Regions from separate parts of the Mus musculus genome. Here region 1 is linked to region 2. The links are chromatin contacts, called in public promoter capture Hi-C maps. All regions are on one chromosome and are shown on one strand. The core of a region is the stretch at or near the end of the contact, and the rest is flanking DNA. Distances in the headings are between cores, read along the strand shown.

Evidence for each region. Promoter capture Hi-C pulls out the DNA fragments that hold promoters and counts their contacts.
Region 1: a promoter capture Hi-C map of liver shows a contact between it and region 2, with 3 times the contacts expected there. The contact joins the promoter of Nupl1 here to the promoter of Psmc6 in region 2. A contact is called at or near these places in 2 of 39 promoter capture datasets (liver and pre-B cells) and 2 of 484 Hi-C or Micro-C datasets (CD4 T cells and uterus).

What each region holds. Positions count from the first base shown.
Region 1 is chr14:60,249,729-60,253,536 of GRCm38.p6, forward strand. Nupl1 (nucleoporin like 1) reads right to left here and starts at 1,751. Exons shown (of 15, transcript NM_170591.2): 1 at 1,435-1,751. The coding sequence starts at 1,541. It overlaps Gm38641 (a long non-coding RNA gene), which reads left to right and starts at 1,746. Exons shown (of 3, transcript XR_874661.1): 1 at 1,746-1,825.
Region 2 is chr14:45,328,178-45,332,065 of GRCm38.p6, forward strand. It overlaps Psmc6 (proteasome (prosome, macropain) 26S subunit, ATPase, 6), which reads left to right and starts at 1,647. Exons shown (of 14, transcript NM_025959.3): 1 at 1,647-1,755; 2 at 2,653-2,732; 3 at 2,810-2,849; 4 at 3,729-3,781. The coding sequence starts at 1,671.

The DNA of each region.
Region 1 (3,808 bases), core at 501-3,000, about 15 Mb after region 2:
TTTCATTTTATATATATAAAATATATGATATATATTTATATAATATATATACTATTTATATATTTTGTCTTGTTTTGTTTTTCGAGACAGGGTTTCTCTGTGTAGCCCTGACTGTCCTGGAACTCACTTTGTAGACCAGGCTGGCTTGGAACTCAGAAATCTGCCTGCCTCTGCTTCCAGAGTGTTGGGATTAAAGGCGTGCACCACCACTTCCCAAACTATCCCTCCATTTTAAATTTAAAACTTGGTAGCTCACAGTGGGCCTTAACTCCAGTGTGGTGTGGTGTGGTAGTGGTGGTGGTTGGGGGGGGGGGGTGTCTGACGGACTCTTCTGGTATTTAAGGGCAATGCACAGCCATGATGCACAGATGCAAGCAGAACACCCACACACATTAAATAAAAATAATTAAAATCTTTAAAAAAAAAAGAACTAAGTAAGATACACCATTAAAAACGACAAACCTAAAGCCAGTTAATCGATGACACAAGAAAACAAGGTGAAAGTTAAAAGAGACAGCAGAGCACACCGTCGCCTGTGTCTCGACAACATAGGTAGTGAAGATTAAGAAAGCATATGCAAAAATGGGACTTAACTGGGGCAGTCTGATTGTACTGTTATTTTGGATTTGCTGTATCTAACGGGGGCTGTTAAGAGAGAGAGAGAGAGAGAGAGAGAGAGAGAGAGAGCGAGCTTTCTTTGAGACATTAAGCCTATAGGTCTTGTTATGCCTCGGGAGATACCTGTCCTTCGAGTACACATTTCCTCATTTGATCAACTCTTTACCAAAGGCCGAGTCTGAGTGATTAATGCTTTCAGTGAAATAGCTTTTTGGAATCCCTAGCTACTCATCTGTCACTACCGGAATCTATTACACAAACTGAAGAATATACCACTTAAGCTTGCAGTGAACGGAAAAGATCATGTGGTGGATGGTTATAACACAAAATGCTTTGCGATGCTATGCTAATCTGTATAGGGCACAAAATAACTATGATACAATACATGCCATAAAAATGTTAAAAAGACAGAAGGGGGTCCTGTGGCACAAAGGCTTGAAACAAACAAAAAATCATAAATCCAATGCATCGTAACGTTCAAAACCGAAATCTAAACCACCCGGGGATATTTTTTTTAACTTACATCCTACCTATTTTTCTGTTCCTAAAAGCCAGCAACAAGCTGTCATTCATTCAACACTCATTCTATCCCTGAACCCGAGGGGTCGCGTAGGCGTAGCCGCGACTCCAGGCCGCTTCCCGCAGTCGGGCCCACTCCGCGTCGTCGCGGCGCGACCGGGGACTGCAGAGCCTCGGCGGCAGGGGTCCACAGCCCACTGCGCGGCTCGTAGGGAAGCCTAGCAGCCTGAAGGCAGGCCTCGATGTGCAGACCTCCGCGGGGAAGCACCAGGGTCCCCTGCTAGGCGGCACCATTACCTAGACGCGACGGTCCCGAAGGAGAAGCCGCTGCCCGCTCCGGTCCCGCCGGGGGCCACAGTGGTGGAGCCGAGGGTCCCAGACCCGAAGGAGAACCCCGTGGCCATGGCGGCCCTTGGCGCGAAGGCGTCAGCTAGGGTGGAGAGGCCTAGGACGCTTCTGTCCCTTCACTGCCGAAGAGGGACGTGCCACATAGCTGGTGCCCAGCGGGTACCGGGTGGGAAACAACCCCAAGCGGCGGTGCGGCAAGGCGAGGGCGGAGTGGGCGGAGCCACAGGCGAACGCATGCGCGACACCGCCCGCGCGCCGAACGCACTAGAAGCGCGCCCGCCGCGCAGGGAACCCTGGGATCGGAGTGGAAGCGGTACTCGTGTGAGGCCGGGCGGATGAGGTAAGGTGGGCGCCCCGCCTACTCGCTTAAAGCGCTAAGCCCCTGAAGTGCCCGGAGAGTCTCGCGGGATTTCGTGCTTTACTTCCTGAATGAAGGCCCTGGAGTGCGGCTTCGGTCCGGCCTCCTGTCAAAAGCCATGCGTAGAGTTCTAGAGTTGGAGAAGACCTTGGTCGTCACCTCACATTCCTCCAAGGGGACGTCTGAGTTTCATTTGGGTGTCGCTGCACCCGAGAAAAAAAGAGGGTGTCTACCTTTTGAGGGTCCAGAAATGTACGGGTTTTAAGTCGCACACGCTTCCGGTCAGCACCCCATGGTACTGCACGCTTGTGCTTCCTGCACGGAGGGTTCAGCGGGGCGGCGTGACACTGCCAGGCTCCTCTGCCTCCGAGTCTGAGGTCAGGACACTGTGCCCCAAATCCTAGTGGACGGTGAATGGGATGGGTGCCGTTCTTGGGGACCTTCCCTGAAGACTGCTTCCTGGCTATGTGGCTTTCCCATAACTTGGGGTATTTACGAGAGGAACTGCGAATTGGAAAGTGTAAGGACAGGGATGAGCGATCTGGCTGGAGAGCTGGCTCAGCACCGACTGCTCTTCCAGAGATCCTGAGTTCAATTTCCTAGCAACCACATGGTGGCTCACAACCATCTGTAAAGGGATCTGATGTCCTCTTCTGGTGTGTCTGAAGACAGCTACAGTGCACTCATACATAAAATAAATAAATCTGAAAAAAAAAAAAAACCCAGAGGGATGTAAATTAGAATGTACGGGCACCCGGAGCAACGTGGGCACCAAGAAATGCTTCTTAGCGGTGGTCTGGGGACACTGCCATCATATCATGGTTCTTTAATTCTCTGGCAGGAATTGGCATACTATTCCTGCAAGTGCGTTGACCAGCTGCCAAGTTTTGTTCGATGAAATTGATCCCATCATCAGACCCCTCAGATTTATGCTAAAGCACAATCCTCCCCATGGTAGTGATTCGAACAAAAGCCCAACGGTCTCTGAGTCTGGCCCTCAGTGCCCTTTATATGACAAATCCTTGGCACTTCTTTTCTCACAGCTCCCCCACAATTCAGCACTTGTTTTGTGTTGACCTTGAGCATTGCTACCTGCAGTTGGCTGAACCGGAACACCCTCCAGATTCATTGTAGAGCCCTGTCCTCTCCCCCAAATACTCATAGTGATGAAAACTCTGTTCCTCGCCATTTCCCTTTGGCAGGTCACAAAAGTTAGATGACGTCAAAAGGTGTGTTTGGCACATGATGTCATGTCAGCCATGAGCCATGCAAACTACAATAAGGAGTAACCTGGCAAGATATCTTTATTGGTGCAGTAGTGGCATGAATGTCCCAGTAAACTTTCCTTTTAACTGGAAAAAAAAAAACAAAAACAAAAAACCTAAGAGGAACCCAGATTTTTATTGAAAGGCTCCAAAACTTGAAAATACCAACATAAAATTAGCAAGAGCTACATGTCTGGCTCTGAGGACTCATAAGGTCAGTGAGAAAGGATGATTATTTTAAAATATAGTAGAGACTAATATATGTCTATGACCAGAAAAACTGTGGGCATATGGAATACTTTCAGTAATTCTGTAAATCTGTGACTTTAAAATTCAAAAATTACTGAAAAATCTCAACCTGACTCTAATAAAAGCTTGTGCAAAAAAAAAAAGAAAGAAAGAAAGAAAGAAAGAAAGCTTCAGAAGATACATTCAAATTATCATATATTCATGTATGATTTATGGCAAAGTTTAGCTATACAACAGTGATAGTTGACCCATATCCCACAGAGACAAAAAACCTGGAATTTTTGATCAATGGTATTATAATATATTGCATGCTAGTGGATACATAAAGTTTAAGACTAGACTTAAAAAGTCCCTTGCCTCTGTTAATGCTTCCCAATTGTATGTAATTCTGCCCCAGCAGCATGTGGTGTTGAGAGGTGCTACAATTTACAGAGTGTGGAAAGTTAACTGA
Region 2 (3,888 bases), core at 397-2,896:
GTTCCTACCTTGGTCGCTGCAGAAACTTTATCTTGTGTTCTACATCTCTAGCCCATTTCCTTCCAGTTCTGCTGGCCTCCTTTCTCTGATAGAAGTGAGACAAACTCTTTGCTACCTTAGAATCATGCACTTGCTGTTTAATCTCTTCAGAAGGCTCTCCACGTGGTGGCATAATGGGGCCCCTTCTGCTCTCAGACATGTTCAAAATTTATTCTCCTCCTTATCCCACAATATCCTTTTATTTCAATTGTAGCATTTACTACATTAAGGTATTTTTATGATTTATTATCATTTATGCATCTGTGCATGTGGACCTCATGCCAACTTTGAGTGGGTCCCATGAATCCAATTCAGGTCACCTGGCTTCCATGACAAGCGCGCCTTTGCCCACTGAACCATCTCTCTGGCCCCTATTCAAATCATTTCTAATTTCCTTATTACATGTTAGAATATTTTCTAATATTCTGATTACAAGCAGGTCAGTGCTTTATTGGGTAACTGAAAATTTCCTACTTATGCTCATGCAATTGATATCAAAAGGCTGCATCTTTGGGCTGGAAAGTGGTTTACTGGTTATGTGAGCTTCCGGCTCTTCCTAAAGATCTCTGTGTGTTTGTGGAGTGCATTCATTCAGTTTTAGGGTGCTGGGGGTTAATAAACTCAGGGCTTCTGTGTGCTAGGCAAATACTCTACCAAAGGTACACTCCCAGCCTGTCAATAATAATTTAAAAGAACACAGTCACTGAGCCTAGAGAGATAGCTCAAAGGGTATTCGTACTTGTTGCTCTTGGAGAGGATCTGGGTTCGGTTCCCAGTATCCACATAGAGGCTCACAACCGTCTATAATTCCAGTTTCAGGGGAATCATGTGGTTTTTTCTGACCTCCTCCAGCACCAGGCACACACGTGCTGCACACACATACATGCAGGCAAGATATTTATATGCATAAAATAAATAAGATTTTTTTTTTTAAATCATAGCTGCTTGTAACTCCAGAGCCAAGAAATCCGATGCCCTCTACTGGCTTCTGTGAGCACTTGCCCTCCTAAGGTATACACTAAGGCACACACATAAACACATAAATAAAAATAAATAATTTGGGAAAGAAAAAGGCTGAATTTGAAAATGTGACTCAGTTGGGAAAGCTCTTGCTTAGCATGCCGGAGACTCTGAATTCGATTTCCACACAGCACATACTGAATGTTCGAGTTTGCCTGTAATTCCACTAGGAAGCCGGTGGTGGGGGGGGGGAGGACCAGAGTTCAAGCCCAGCGCTGCAGAATGAGTGCTAAGGCAGTGTGGATTACAAGACACTGTCTCAAAAAAAAAAAAATCTTGTCATTTCCTCTTGCTTTTCAGTTTATTACAGATCCTTTGGCGTTCTAAGAAAGCAGTGACTTAATATTGAGCCAGCCAGTAGCTAAGTCAGGCATTGCTCACTCTGGCCTGCAGGGGACAGTGTGACCGGAGACGATCTTCTGCGCTTTCGAGGCTTTCTGCCGCTCTAGGTGACTGACTTCGGCGCCCGGAGCCAGAGGCGGGCCAGCCGGAAGGGGCGGAGCCAGTCACGGTCCCGCCCCAGGCCGCCTCTGCGCCCTCGCCCCGCCCCCTCCCCCGCCCGGGCTGCCATGGCCCTTCCCGGCATCCCCTATGAGCGACGGCTTCTCATCATGGCGGACCCTAGAGATAAGGCGCTTCAGGACTATCGCAAGAAGCTGCTAGAGCACAAGGAGATTGACGGCCGTCTTAAGGAGCGTGAGTGAGCCTTGACACACTCTCTAGTGCCTGGACCGGCTTCGGTCTCTGATAGAGCGGAGGCTTCGGCTGAGCCCGAAAACAGCGCCTGGCTTGGGAAGGCCCGAGTCCAGGGACGAGGCGCTTTGTCATCCCGCCCCGCGCTGGGGTGCAGCACCGCCTCGGCCGTGGGTATGGCCCCAGTCCCAGTCCGGTGGCATAGAGAACAGCCACAGTTCTGAGGTGGAAGAGGGGAAGATTAGAGGAGTGAGGTACAAGTGGGCTGGGGACATATTCCGGGTGCAGGAAGGCAGGCTTGGAGTCTCGGGACCCGGGGATGGGAGGACGCTTGAGTCAAAGAAGCTCCAGCCGGACGCGGGACTCACGGAGGCGGCTTGTACTTGGGGTAGAAGGGGGCTCAGTGGTTGTAATAGCCTTTCTCGTCTTCCCTCAGGCGTCATACTGAGTACCAAGTTTTCTGTATACCCTGAACATTCACGTTTTGAAAACCCTGCGTGATTTAATTAAATGAGAGAATACCGCAGCCTAGGATTCGGTGAAGAATTGCGTTGGTTGACTTAATTTAGTATGGACAACCAGAGTAAGCCAGGTGATCTTAGTGTAGCTATGGGAGGCTTGATTCACCTTATCGTTTAGTTTTGTAGCAAATCTGAAGGTGGCAGGATGTCACTATCGGTTAAAAATGTAACTTAAAAATATTTCCTACCAAGAAAATAGATATGATACTTTCTCTGTTACATTTCATTTTAAAACATGCCACCTATCCACTACAAACTGGAAAAAAAAATCTTATTTTGTGGTTTGAAACAGTAGGTTTGAAACCTAAGGTAAAAGAGACCTAAGTAAAAAATTTTATGCAGTTGTTTAATTTAAAATGTCAAAATTTTATTATTTCAGTAAGGGAACAATTAAAAGAACTTACCAAGCAGTATGAAAAGTCTGAAAATGATTTGAAGGCACTACAAAGTGTTGGACAGGTAGGTGATAAAGTTTGAAAGTATGTTGCCATTTCTAAGCTATTGGCAAAAGGTAATGCCCCTTTTTTCTTTTCCAGATTGTAGGTGAAGTGCTAAAACAGTTAACAGAAGAAAAATGTAAGTGGATTAACTTACTAATTATTAAAAAATAAAAAGCCCCAGTTCTTTGCCAGCTTTTGAAATGCCCATTTTATTTTGATTTTTGAGGCCAGGTACTTCTATGTAGCTCTGGATGCAGCTTCCTATGTAGACTAGACTGGCCTTGAACTCACAAGCCTTTTGCTTTCCAGTGCTGGAATTTTAGGCATGTGTGACATTATGGAAGGCTGTTTTAATTCATTCATATATATACATATACACATACATATATACATATATATGTGTGTGTGTGTGTGTGTGTATATACATACATACACACACACACTCTAAAGATGTATTGTTCTTTGTAAGTACACTTAGCTGTCTTCAGACAGCGAACAGAGGAACAGAGAAGGGAGTCAGATCTCATTACAGATGGTTGTGAGCCACCATGTGGGTTCTGGGATTTGAACTCAAGACCTTCAGGAAGAGCAGTCAGTGCTCTTAACCGCTGAGCCATCTCTCCAGCCCTTCTAATTCTTAATTCATCTATTTATGTATGTGTGTCTGTCTCTATGTCTGTGTCCCCTGCACTCATGTGTATATGTGTATGCATGTGTGTGTGCATGCATCAAAGGACTACTGTGGGAGTTGCTTTTCTGCTTCTGCCATGTAAGATGGGACCCAGAGATTGGCCTGAGTAAGATCAATGAGCTTGGGAGTAAGTGCCTTTATTTAATAACCCATCAGGATAGCCATGAAGTGCCTAGTATTCTAATGACAACAATACAAGGAGTTGGTCTTTGTTTACATAAGCTAAATTTTGTATTTACTGTTCTTAGTGGTCAGACATAAAACTACACTCACCATAGATGTAGATGTATTTGTTTTCTAACTTTGTTTTTCAATTTGTTCTAGTCATCGTTAAAGCAACAAATGGACCAAGATACGTTGTAGGTTGTCGTCGTCAGGTAATGTTTTCTGATGGGGCATTGTGCCCATAACTCCCAAGAGTGCTTTGTTCAGACACAGCAAATGACTAGCAAAGCCTGGAATTTCTTAGTCCCTAGTGTTTCAT